Linked DNA regions of Mus musculus: region 1 is linked to region 2. The links are chromatin contacts, called in public Hi-C maps. All regions are on one chromosome and are shown on one strand. The core of a region is the stretch at or near the end of the contact, and the rest is flanking DNA. Distances in the headings are between cores, read along the strand shown. Region 1 has its middle 89 kb from the start of Gm52144. Region 2 has its middle 41 kb from the start of 4930447J18Rik.

What was found. Hi-C and Micro-C count contacts between places; a contact is called where the count stands out from the background.
Region 1: a contact with region 2 is called in a Hi-C map of LSK cells, with 1.8 times the contacts expected there. The contact joins two enhancer-like sites. A contact is called at or near these places in 2 of 484 Hi-C or Micro-C datasets (LSK cells and nephron progenitors), 1 of 115 datasets of contacts at active chromatin or transcription factors (bone marrow-derived macrophages) and 1 of 9 other capture datasets (embryonic stem cells).

What each region holds. Positions count from the first base shown.
Region 1 is chr14:48,291,586-48,297,645 of GRCm38.p6, forward strand. No RefSeq gene overlaps it. Among named protein-coding and RNA genes, the nearest start is that of Gm52144, 89 kb to the left of the region's middle. Within about 2 kb of position 4,341, at least 96 of the 459 cell types and tissues checked have an H3K27ac peak or open chromatin away from gene starts, as enhancers often do. A contact at or near this core is called in LSK cells, where this site is marked.
Region 2 is chr14:47,855,004-47,861,213 of GRCm38.p6, forward strand. No RefSeq gene overlaps it. Among named protein-coding and RNA genes, the nearest start is that of 4930447J18Rik, 41 kb to the right of the region's middle. Within about 2 kb of position 3,373, at least 24 of the 459 cell types and tissues checked have an H3K27ac peak or open chromatin away from gene starts, as enhancers often do. A contact at or near this core is called in LSK cells, where this site is marked.

The DNA of each region.
Region 1 (6,060 bases), core at 3,091-5,590, 440 kb after region 2:
GCAACGCTCACTCAACCCCATAGAATTCCAAAAGCATTTCCGGGCAATGGCTATTTTACAGGCAAGTCTACGGGAATATCACACAGACACAGCACAACTTCATCCAAGTCTCCGAGGCAACTTTCTCCTTGATCCCTGCTTCCTGCCAGTTCTTCACCAGTGTCTTCTTTCTTTTGGCTGTGCCAATTACTTACCTTCTTCCTCTGATCTGCATCCTCCCATGTAAATCACTCCCAATGCCTTCCTCTTCCCTCGGCCTCCAAGGGCTCTTCTTTGGCGTTCTTCCTCCTTTGAAACCAGAAGGAAGGAAATTCTGGCAGCTAGCCTTCCTGTGTTAGCTTTCTGCTATTGCAATAAACTATCTGAGACAGTTAATTTGAAAGAGACGAGGTTAGTTGTGGCTTATGGTCTCACAGGCTTCTGCTCAGAGTCGTTTGGCCCTGTCACTTGGAGCCTGCCTCTAAGCAGGACACTGTGATGGTTCATGTTAAGTGTCAGCTTGAGAGAAGCATGCCTTTAGGGGTATTTTTCAGAGCATGGTGAGGCAGGATGAGCATCCAAATGGAATGTGGATGGCACCATCTCCTGACCAGGAACCTGGACTATAGGAGCTGAAACTGCAGCTGAGCATTACCCTGCGTTAACCCCACACTCACACACCCCACCCCACCCCACCCCACCCCTGCTTCCCGCCTGGATGTGATAATGATATGAGCAGCTGCTTTTCTCCTGCTGCCTAAACTTCCATGCCACGAAGGTCCGTGCCCACGAAGGACTACGAAGCAGAATGAGCCCTTCGTCCCTTCCACTGCTGTTGTCAGAATGGTTTATTTAGCAACAGGGAAACCAAGACAAACGCTATGATGGGTGCATGCGGTGGCTCAGAGAGGCCCACTCTATGGGGCCAGTAAACAGAGAGAAAGGACTCCAGACTCCCTCAAGGACTTACTCCCAGAGATCTAACTTTCTCTCCCTACGTTTGTGCTGGCTAGATTTATATCATCTTGAAACACACTCTGTAGTCATCTCAGTTGAGAAAATGCTTCCATGGGATCGGGCTGTAGGCAAGCCCATAAACCATTTCTTATTTGGAGATTGATGAGCGATGGCCTAGCCCTTGTGAGCGGGGCCACCCCTGGGCTGGATTCTATAAGAAAGCAGTCTGAGCAAGCCAGAAGGAGCAATCTAGTAAGCAGCACCCTTCCATGGCGTCTAACTCAGCTCCTGCCTCCAGGTCTGCCCTGTTTAAGTTCCTGTCCTGATGTTTTTGATGGTGAACAGTGATAAAGGAAAATGTAAGCCATGTAAACTCCGTCCTCCTCAAATCACCTTGGTCGTGGAGTTTCATTGCAGCAATAGTAACCTTGACTAGAACAGCATCCTATCTCCCAACACTTCTTCTACCTTCCAAATGCCCTATGCACTGACAATCAAGACCTTGGCATATGAATTATAGTGGAATAGTTATGTTTCATACTACAATACCTCCTTCACCCCTAAGCCACCCCCCTACTAAGCACTAACTCCTAGAGTTAGCTGAAATGTTCTCTTTAGGCACAACTACCTTTGGACAGAGGTCACACCCTAGTGGTGTTCTTGCTAATCCAGACACAGGAAGAAGGTAGTCTCCTGGGAGGTCTATGAGGTTATGTGCCTCTGGAACCTTTCCTGGGAGGCAACAAACCTGCTGATGAAATTGGACTATGTAGATCCTTTGAAGGGTATTAGGAATGCACTTGAATCTGCAGTGTGGATTCTTGAAACCTCCAGGACAGGAGAGGGTGGGCATGTAGGGCAGTGTACTTGGTGAGGCAGTAAGCATCTTTAGAGTCTTTTGGGTGAAGAGGCAAGGACAGACTCACTTGAAGAGGAGCCCTCAGATAACCTGAAAGGAACATACAGGTGCATCTCTCTCATCACTGTCAACTGTGAGCCCCTTTGTGAACCGACCCACCCCACCCCCTCTGTCACCTCCACTAGCATTCTTGAGAACAATATACCATTAGCTGCCAAGTTAAGCAGGCACACCGCCCTGAAGAGCTTAGAACATCCTCCAGGTCTTCTACCACAGCACGGAGTTCCATCGCCCAATGCAGAATGATTCATCCGAGTCAAATGAGGGCAGAGAAGACAAGTGATGAGCACAGGCCATTATTAGAGAGCACCCACAGACAGTGAACTTCCAAGACTGCAGTGCTGCCCCATGGTGATGCCTCCCCGTGTTCTCTTGCATTGGCAGAGTTCTAGGTGCTAAGGCATCCAAGCATGGGAATCCTGAATCTACTCTTGCTGCCCGGTTGACACTGACTTTACCAGACATTATTCTACTGAGCCTCTCATACCCCTGTGGGGTTTTCCTCTGGCCTTGAATTACTAGAGTGATAGATAAAAAAACAAAAACAAAAACAAAACCCCAGAAGGATCTAAGGTGTTTGAAAGGAATAACAACAAAACACTATGGCAGCTGAGGTGTGTGTTTTAGATGTTAATATGTGTTTAAACTTCAAGATGCTCTGAAGGTTCAATCACCAAATTAATACTGCAATGACTATATATAAGAGGCCCTATCCTCTCATGGCTCAGGGCCCCCAGCTGCCATCTGGCACCTCATCAGACCAGCATAACTGTCCATTTGGGCTTAAACCCCTATTTTCTCTGCATTTATGGACATCCAAATCTGAGTTTACTAATAAAGATAAATCCTGTTTTCAACAGCATCACCTTTGACAGCTGATCATTTATCAATATATTTCATGCAGGGATTGAAACGGAAATACAGACATATTTGGAATTCATTCTTAAATTATATCCCTTCTGTCTCCACATCTCTGCCGAGGGAGGGAAATACTTTTCCCTGGGCACTGGGGTTAACAGCCTCCTTTCTCATCTCCTGGAAGTGTTAACCAGCTGGACCTTTGTTTGCCAGTGTCTCTGAAGCATCGTGCTCTGACAGCTCGCTTGATGGATGGAGCTGTCCGCACACCCCCGGTACAGAGTAGATGAGAACATTGCCTCACCTATCAACTCCATAAATCAGACGAATAAAAATGAGTACGAAGCTAGGCCCAGGGAATCTTTCCCCATTTTAGTATTCTTTGTAGATTATAATCTTCACAATGCGCTCCAAGTAAAAGAAGAGACTTTAAAGAATTAGCTTTAAAGAATTAGCATTGATGTACTCGGTGAAAGGCTGCTCATGAGAAAGACATCTAGACGAATAAGCAGTGCGTGCATAAATGAGTCTGTCCTCTGTGATATGGGATAAGAATTTGGGGCATGAGAAATGTGGTGTGCAGGACAGTGAGGGAGATGGCAGGAGACATACCAACCCTACAGGGGAATTAGCAAAGGAAGAGGAGAAGGCGGCTCACACAGAGGGAGCCAAGAGAGAGGGCATCCTCTTATGTCCATGGCAGAGGAGTTTTCCTGGCTCTAGGACATTTCTTTGCAAATCTCCTGCTTGCTTACCTTCCAGTTTCTTGGAGTGAGCAGTAATCCCCCTTGATGCTACGAACTGGGACTCATTCCATTTTGTTCTCAGCCCTACACTCATAACAGGAATCGGTTGTTTGACCCATGAATGAATGAATGATGAATAGATTAAGGCACAGTAGCAAGATAATTACAGTAACTTTTCATGAAGAAAGCAATGGACAGGCTGGTGAGAATGTTACAGAGAGCTGACCTAGATTATATAAGGGGACATTATGAGGCTGTTCATGGGATCTTGACAGGCATGGCAACACATGCCTGTAATGTCAGCACCCAGAAGACCAAAGGCAGGAAGATGAATTCCAGGCCAGCCTGGGGTACATAGCAAGACCCTGATTCAATCAATCAATCAATCAATCAATCAATCAATCAAGTATGGAATATCAGGTTTTATTCTCAGCTAAGAAAACAAAATCTCTATCCTTCAAACTGAGGAGTGGTAGTGTGTTTGTAGAGACCTTTACTGGGGAAGTGAGTAGCAGGTATGCTCTGCTTGGCTTCCGGTGAGCAAGCATTCAAGGAATTGACCATTTCCCCTTTCCTGATTGCCATTGGCCTTCCCACAGAACAGGAGGCCATTTTAAGCCCAGCACAGAGGTGGTCCCACCATGTCCACGTTGCTTCGGGGTCTCAGCATCTCCTGAGAACACTGAAAGACAGCACTCACACCACGACTGCTAAGCAAGAGCCAGAATAAAAAGCGAGATGCTGTCAGGGAAGCCTGCAAGGGGTAAAAATAGCCAAAAGGAGAGAAAGGCAGTCAAATATTTTGTCATTTGCTTTGCCTGAACGTGACGCTTAGCACTTCTCTCTCCGAAAATGAAAAGACATCGTTTTGCAGAGCAGCAGCTGCGGCTGGTTGCAGGAAGCTGCTGGCTGCTGATAAACAAATGACCACGTCCCCTGAATGACTCTGTGTACTGCCCAAAGCAGATTTCTGATTTTTTTTTTCTGCCTGCCCCATTTGGCCAGTGAAAAAGATTTAGCTGGAGTGGAGTTATTTCCCTCTTAACCAAATCCTTTTGGTGTTTTGAAAACTTTCCAAGTGAGAAAATAAACCCTCTTACTCAGCTTGAGTCAGGTGCTCAAAACACAAGATAAACATAGCTGCCTGGGAACGTGTTGGCCTGCCCCCCTCTGCTCTGGGGTGGTTAACCCTTCCTTAGACCCCTACCTCTTAGAGAGCTGCCCCAGTTGGCATGTTTTCATCAGGACCCAGGCAAAGCTGAGGGACATTATTGACTGAACAGTCGAGGGTGAGCTGAATGTCAGAGCTTCTTCCAAACCATCTGGGTAGAGTTCTCTCCTTGTTGAAGGGTCAGTATGCGGACTTCACCATCTCCATCTCTAATCGTGGTTTATGGCTTTATTCTTGCCCGCCCCCCCCCCGACAATTCAGTACATCTGATTATTCAGTTTGTCTATTGCGATTTTAAAATGATGCACTTGATATTAAAAGTTCCTGTTTTTGGACCCCCGATGGAGGCATGAGAACACCAACTCCTCTCCAAAACTTTTGATCCAAAATCACTCCTGTTTAAAAGAAATACAGGGACAAAACTGGATCAGAGACTGAAGGAATGGCGGGCAGTGGCCAGCCCAACTTGTGATCCATCCCATGGGTGAGGGCCAATCCCTGACACTCTTACCAATGTTATGTTGTGCTCACACACACAGGAACCTAGCAGGATCTGAGAGGATCCACCAACAGCTGACTGAGACAGATGCAGATACTTACAGCCAACCATTGGACTGAAGTTGGGGACCCTTATGGAAGAGTTAGGGGAAGGACTGAAGGAGCTGAAGGGGGTGGCAACCCCATAGGAAGACCAACAGTGTCAATTAACCTGGACCCTGGTGAGCTCCAGAGACTGAGCCACCAACCACAGAGCTCACATGGGCTGGTCCAAAGCCACTGACACATATGTAGCAGAGGACTGTCTTGTCTGGCCTCAGTGGGAAAGGATGTACCTAATCTTGTAGAGACTTGATGCCCCAGGGTGCAGGGATACTGGGGGGGGGGAGCACCCTCTCAGAGGTAAAGGGACAAAGGGATCAGGCAAGAACTCTGCGAGGGGGGACCAGGAGTGGGGGATGTAAATAAATAACATAATTAATTATTTTTTTTAAAAAGCTCCTGTTTTCTGAGCAAAACCATACACACATAAGTGAGAAAAGACTACTGCTTATAAATAAACACCGTTCATGTTAATTCTCTTAACAGTTCATGACACTGGGGTTATTACTAACAGTCTTATTTTACAGAAGAAGATGAATCGCAAAGACACTGTGTACAAACTGCCTAAAATCTCATAGCGTGAAAATGGCAGGCCAGATTTTAACCTCAGGCTTGTCTGCCTGGAGGCTGAGTCCCTAATCAGGCCTGACAGGTAAGTGGTGCTGGAGCTGGCATCCTCTGGGCTCACCCACGCTGTAACTTTGGATCCCAGCCTTTCCTGATTGAATGCTTTAGGCTTGGATTTCAGGCACATCATCCAAGCCCAAACCTTGAATGGAGGCCAAGATCTTAGCAGCAGGTTGCCGTAAGTATGAGGTTCAGTTACCCAA
Region 2 (6,210 bases), core at 2,123-4,622:
CTGATGCAGAAGCCATGGAGGGATGTTCTTTACTGGTGTGCCTCCCCTGGCTTGCTCAGCCTGCTCTCTTATAGAACCAAGACTACCAGTCCAAAGATGGTCCCACCCACAAGGGGCCTTTCCCCCTTGATCACTAATTGAGAAAATGCCTTACAGTTGTATCTCATGGAGCCATTTCCTCAACTGAAGCTCCTTTCTCTGTGATAACTCCAGCTGTGTCAAGTTGATACAAAACTAGCCAGTACACTCTGCCTCTGGACCTTAGGAGACTGAAAACTGTAGGGAAATTCCACTCACCATGCTTATGCAGAGGCAAAAAGAGGAGAGCTTTGAGGGAAGATAGAGCCAAAAATCATTTAGACAAGAAAAGTGAATGAAAAATAAAATAAAGGAAGAGCATGACCACACCTAAGTATGGAGGAGGAGGTAGTTTATTGTATATATATAAAAGGGAGTGAGAGCATAGCCAGAGGCTACCCCTGGAGAATCCACAGAGAACAAGAGCTTGAGCCAAGCTCTGTGAGGGAAAGGGAGAGGGCAGAGGCAGGAGAGTGAAGGGTAGACAAAAGGCGGGGTAACCAAAATGGCTGGATTATATAGGGAAGGACAGCTTAATTCTTGGTTTGCAGGTGTGAAGGGCACCTTACTCAGTGGACTGGGTTTGCCAGCCATACCTTGTAACAGGTAGGGACTGAGGAATGCTGGGAGAACCTGGTGATCAGGGTCCACTTTGATATGTTAAATAGGCACCTCAGTTAGCCCAAATTTGAGACCTAACAAAAGGCGCACTGCAATGATCACATCATTTTTCAGAATTCAAAGCAACTGTAAAGAAAGGATAAACTGGTCGGGGGTCCAACAGGAATCAAAGGATGGAAGGATTCATCTCTGATTGTTGGCAAAAGGGTTAGAAAGGGTCCCAGCTGATATTCCCAATAGGAGCCCTGTGTCAACGTCAGGCAGGTGGCTTAATGTAGGCCTTCAAGGTAAGTGGTGTGTGTGTGTGTGTGTGTGTGTGTGTGTGTGTGTGTGTGTGTGTATGTGTGCTGTTGTTGTTTGAGACTGGGTCTCTCATACAACCCACACTTGTTTCAAATTCACTATTCAGCCAAGGAAGGCCTAGAACCCTGTATCTGCTCTATGTCCCAAGTGCTGGAATATAAATATGTGTTTGCTACCACTCTTGGAAGTATCCCCCTTTTTTTCTTTTTAAAGTGGAGGTAGAATCCTAGAGATCTTCAACAGCTTAATCACAGTCACAGAGCTCTGGTGGCCGCTGCTGGGGGACTGGGCCCATCACCCCACAGCACTGTTTGAAGTTTCTCTCAAAGCTGCTCACTTGGAAGTACGCAGGGAGCAGAAGACATTTATGTGCTGGCTTATTTCTGCTGTGGTCAAGGATTAGCCCATGGCATGCTTCTCCCACCCCCACCCCCTGCACTCCTGAGTTGTCCTTGTTCCAGCTGATGCTTCCTGGTCACCTGAGTCTCATGGCCGGATGGGAGAGAATGTGGTGTAAATGTGAGCCTGTCAGATTTACAATGCAACTGCGTTCCAACTGTGGGCTAGACGGAGAGGCAGGGTGGGGTAGAGTGCCAGTTGTAAACAAGAGGTGCTGCGCATGGTTAGATGAGAATGTTCATTTGACCGATTACAAACAGTCTATGAGGTTTCTTTTCTTTTTAAAGACCTTTCTGATCCATGATGCCTCCTCCATGGTACAGTCTTTCCATTGGGGCTTAGAGACTAGGTTGTTCTGCGTTGTCGGGATTCAGAAACTAGCACTCTCTAGTACTCGGAGAGAGCCGCCTGGGGGGGGGGTCCCCTCCCCCACCTACTTTGCTCTTTTTCTCCAGTAGCTCAGGAAGGGAGTGTCTCTAAAGTTCCCTTGTCTACCCAAAGACAAAACTTGCCAAAGAGGAACGTTAACTGTCCTTAATCTTCTTACTGAAATCCCAGTAGCCAGGGAGGCTTAAAGCTGGAGGGGAAGAGACTGAAAATTAAACACCCCGCAGAACCCAGAGGAACTTTGCCCTAAGTCCTGTGCTCGTTTCTTTCTCTACACCCACAGACTCCCCCTCCTCTTCCCTGAAGAAGATGTCTCAATCCCATCCCTTTACATCTAAAGTTTGAAGAGCTCCACGAACATATGGATATTAACATACTTTTCTCTGGTCAAAATACTGTCAATTTATCACAAATGTGACCCTTCGGAGGGAAGGTCTGAGCTATGCACTGGAGCAAAACCACCTCCCCCATTTGGGACCAAATTTGAAAGACGCTTTATTAAATATTAAATACTGACCAAGAGATGGACTTTGATCAGGACCACTCCCCGGAATTTCCCTGCTGAGTGGCTCTGAGACACGTGTTGTGTTTTGGGGGTGGGGGTAGGAGGTGTTAATAAAGACAAGCCTATAGGCCATCTTACTTTCCCATGAGGTATTGTTATTTCCCAAGAACCACAACTCCCAGCATTCCAGGAAGTTATCTGGTCTGCGGGGGTCAGGTGGGGCTTCAAGGTTAATTTAGGGCATTTCACTCCTTCACATGCCTACCCTTTCTAGACAAACACAGTGGCATAGTCTTTCTAATTTGAACTGTGTTTAACCCAGTGCAAAGCACAGCCCTTAGATGTTGACACAGTAGCTATCTGTTACAAAAACAGACATTAGTTGTAAAAAAATGCACTTGTCAAAACTTTTTTAATTAAAAGACTTAAGTACTTTAAATTTCAGGTCAAGTTTGGTTTTTGTAGGAGCTCAACAATATAGATAGAAGGGATTAAAGGAGTTGATGGGCCTTCGGAAGAAGGACTGTAAGACGTTTGAAGGACTTGCGTTCCTTCTAGGCCTTCGCTAAAGAACACCCTGAGGTTTGTATCCAGGAGGCTGGGCAGAATTGGTTTTGTTTGAGCCTAATTGGAAAGGAAATGTCAGAGACAAAGACCTAAGAGTAGTTTCAGCGGCTGTATTCCACAGCAGTCTACTGAGACAGATTCAGTGTGCTGTTGTTAGTGGACACCGACATAAATGAAATGCAAAGGAATGGTTCCACTGAATAGCTGGAGACAGTGCAGGCAGATGAGGGAGGTGGGTTTGCCCTAGAGCTCCCTGCCAGTGAGGTAGGGGTCAAAGCACATCTGTCCTGCCAGGCACCTTCCTTCACCAAATACTCTTCAGACTGGTCCCAGATAGAGCTTTCTTAACCGCATCATAAATCCTCTGTAGAGGCGCGCGCGCGTGTGTGTGTGTGTGTGTGTGTGTGTGTGTGTGTGTGTGTGTGTGTGTGTGCGTGCGTGTGAAGCCAGCTCAGAACAGACAGCTGTTCTCAGATCTGTGGTTTGGATAGAAGCTCATAATTTCCTCCCCGCTGCCCTGTAGTACTGAAATTCATTAGCTTAGAGCTCAGATGGAGATGAAGTGAAACCTAGGCTCTCTTCTCCTCCTTCCAGCACATGCTCTTGACCAGAATCTCACATCTCTGAGTCCCAGGGCTTTTCTTTTGCTCCTCAGGTCTTTCTCCCGCAGAGCAGGGAGTAAAAGCTGTGTTAGTGATTCAGAGCTTGAAATATGTCCCAGGTTCTGAATCGGCTATGTGTGCACACAGAAGCCTCTGGGGGACCTCCCTAGTCTTTGCTGAGGGCCCTGGTGAGCCTGGGAGGCCTCTTGTCTCTGCCCTGCCTCCCACTCTGCTGGCCCAGTGCTGGGGTTATGGGAATGCATGGTTTTGCTTGGCTTTGTACATAGATGCCGGGGATTTGAACTCAGGTCTTCATGCTTGTACATGAGTACTTAAAAAATATTTATTGATTTATTTGAATGTACATGTATGCTTTTGTGAGCTTATGTACATCACATGTGTACAAAAGCCAGAGGGCATTGGGTCCCCAGGAACTGGAGTTACAGGAAACTAATGAGCCATTCGGAGGGGATGCTGGAAACCAAATCTAAATCCTCTGCAAGGGCAGCACGTGATTTTAACTTCTGCGCTTCTCTCCAGACACTTTGGTACTTTACAAACATTACATTTTAATGATATTGGTGTGCATTTGCGCACATGGTTTATGTATGTGAGTGCATACACCCTGGCATACATACAGCAGTCAGAGGTCAGTCCTGTGGAATAGTTTCTCTCCCTCCATTTTTATGTGCACCCTGGAGATTGAACTCAGGTCTCTAGGCAGGTACCCTCTCTGCCAAATCATCCCACCAGCCAGTCCCTCTGCGTACATTTTATTTGATGTTTTACTTTGAGATTTTTGTAGGATTCTGTTTATTTGGCCCAGGTTCTGTTTTCTCCTGACTCTGGACTTGACCCGTATACAGAAGAGCTTTGATGACGTGTTAAGCTCTACACTGGCTTGAACTCCTTTCTAGCAGAGGCAGGAGAGGAGGCTCCAGACAGGAACTCACCAGGCCTTTTCCAGTTCTCAGCTCTGTATAAACATCTCCAGGTCTGCCATCCGTTTACCAGCACTGGAACACAGTCATCTCTTCAGCTTATAACAAAATGAGAAAGGTGACAGATCCCATTTGTGAGCAGCAGGAACGTATGTCCAGATGACTTCCTTCTGAGATCCACTCAGGAAGATAGTGGTGAAGTAGTGCCATACCTCTATGTTTTTGGAAATGCTGCCGAGCTCAGGGCCACGGATGGAAGGAGGCTCAACTGCAGGAAGCTCCTACACCTGACTGTTCTCAGTCACACTTGTCCTTGAGTTGATGACATTGTCTCTTGTATGCTATGTCTCCAAAACCACGGGTGCCTACAACAGAGGCAATGATTATATCTTTGCAAATGGTTACTTTAGATTTTGTTCCAGATGCACTTTAAGGAGAGGCTGCTGAAGGAGGGGGTGGCAACGCAGTGGTACTGATAGTAACAGTCACATCCCACGCTCTCCTCTGTGACCACCAAAGAAACCAGATCTTGCTTTGCATCCATTGCCTATATGATGCTATTGAACAAGCTCCACCTAATGAGTGGCATAAAGTAACTGCCATTTGTTCCTTCTCAGGTACCTACTGCTCTAATCTAAGTCACTCCCAGCTGAACACAGTTGTCAGATAATGGTTGCCCAGTTCAGAGTAGTCCCAACTGGGATGCTTAGCTCACCACGGGTCTGGTTTTTTTTTTTTTCTCCAGTGTCTTACATATTTCTCTTTAGAGTAGCTCGGTCATGTTCTTCAAGAGCCTATACATACTCTTATGACCATTCTAGGAGAAGATGAGAATGCTCAAATATGATTTTTTAAGAATGTCAATTTTATCATCTATCAACTATCTATCTATATCTATATCTATATCTATCTATCTATCTATCTATCATCTATCTATCTCTATCATATTATCTAATCTATCATCTATCTATTATCGACCTACCTATTTTATTTTGAAACATGGTCTCATTATATAACCCTAGACAGCCTGGAACTCAAGGAGATCCATCTCTCTCTGCCTCCCAAATGCTGAAATTAAAGCTGTATGCCATCACACCTGGCTGAAAATATATTTTAATCTGAAAATAACTCTGCATATTTATGGGTGACAGTGCAGTATTTTGGAACATATATACAATGGGTAAAGGTTCAGTCAGTAATTAGCATATCCATTGTCTGAAATTCGAAGTATTTCTTTCATCTAGCATGTTTCTAAAGCATGTCTCCTGCTCAAATTCTGTAATTTCTGTTATGTTCATATGCCCTCCAAATTATTGTTAGTTCTAGTCACCCACTGTGCAATCAGCACTAGAGCGTTCCTTCTCTCTAGCTGTATTTTGGAACAAAATTATCAGCTTCCTTCTTATTACTTCCTACTTCCCCTTTCCTGCTTCTGAGAATACATAGAAGTTATCTTTATAGTCCTGATACTCATGTTCACACACACACACACTCACATGGCCTCATGTAGCCCAGGCTGGTCTCAAATCCTCCATATAGCTAAAAAGGACCTTGACCTTCTGATTACCCTGTGTTCACCTCCAAAGTGATGGGATGCTGTCTTAGGGTTTCTATTCTTGCACAAACATCATGACTAAGAAGCAAGTTGGGGAGGAAAGGGTTTATTTGGCTTACACTTTGTATTAGTCAGGGTGTTACTGCTGTGAACAGACACCATGACCAAGGCAAGTCTTAATAAAACAACATTTAATTAGGGCTGGCTTACAGATTCAGAGGTTTAGTCCATTATCATCACAGTGGGTGCATG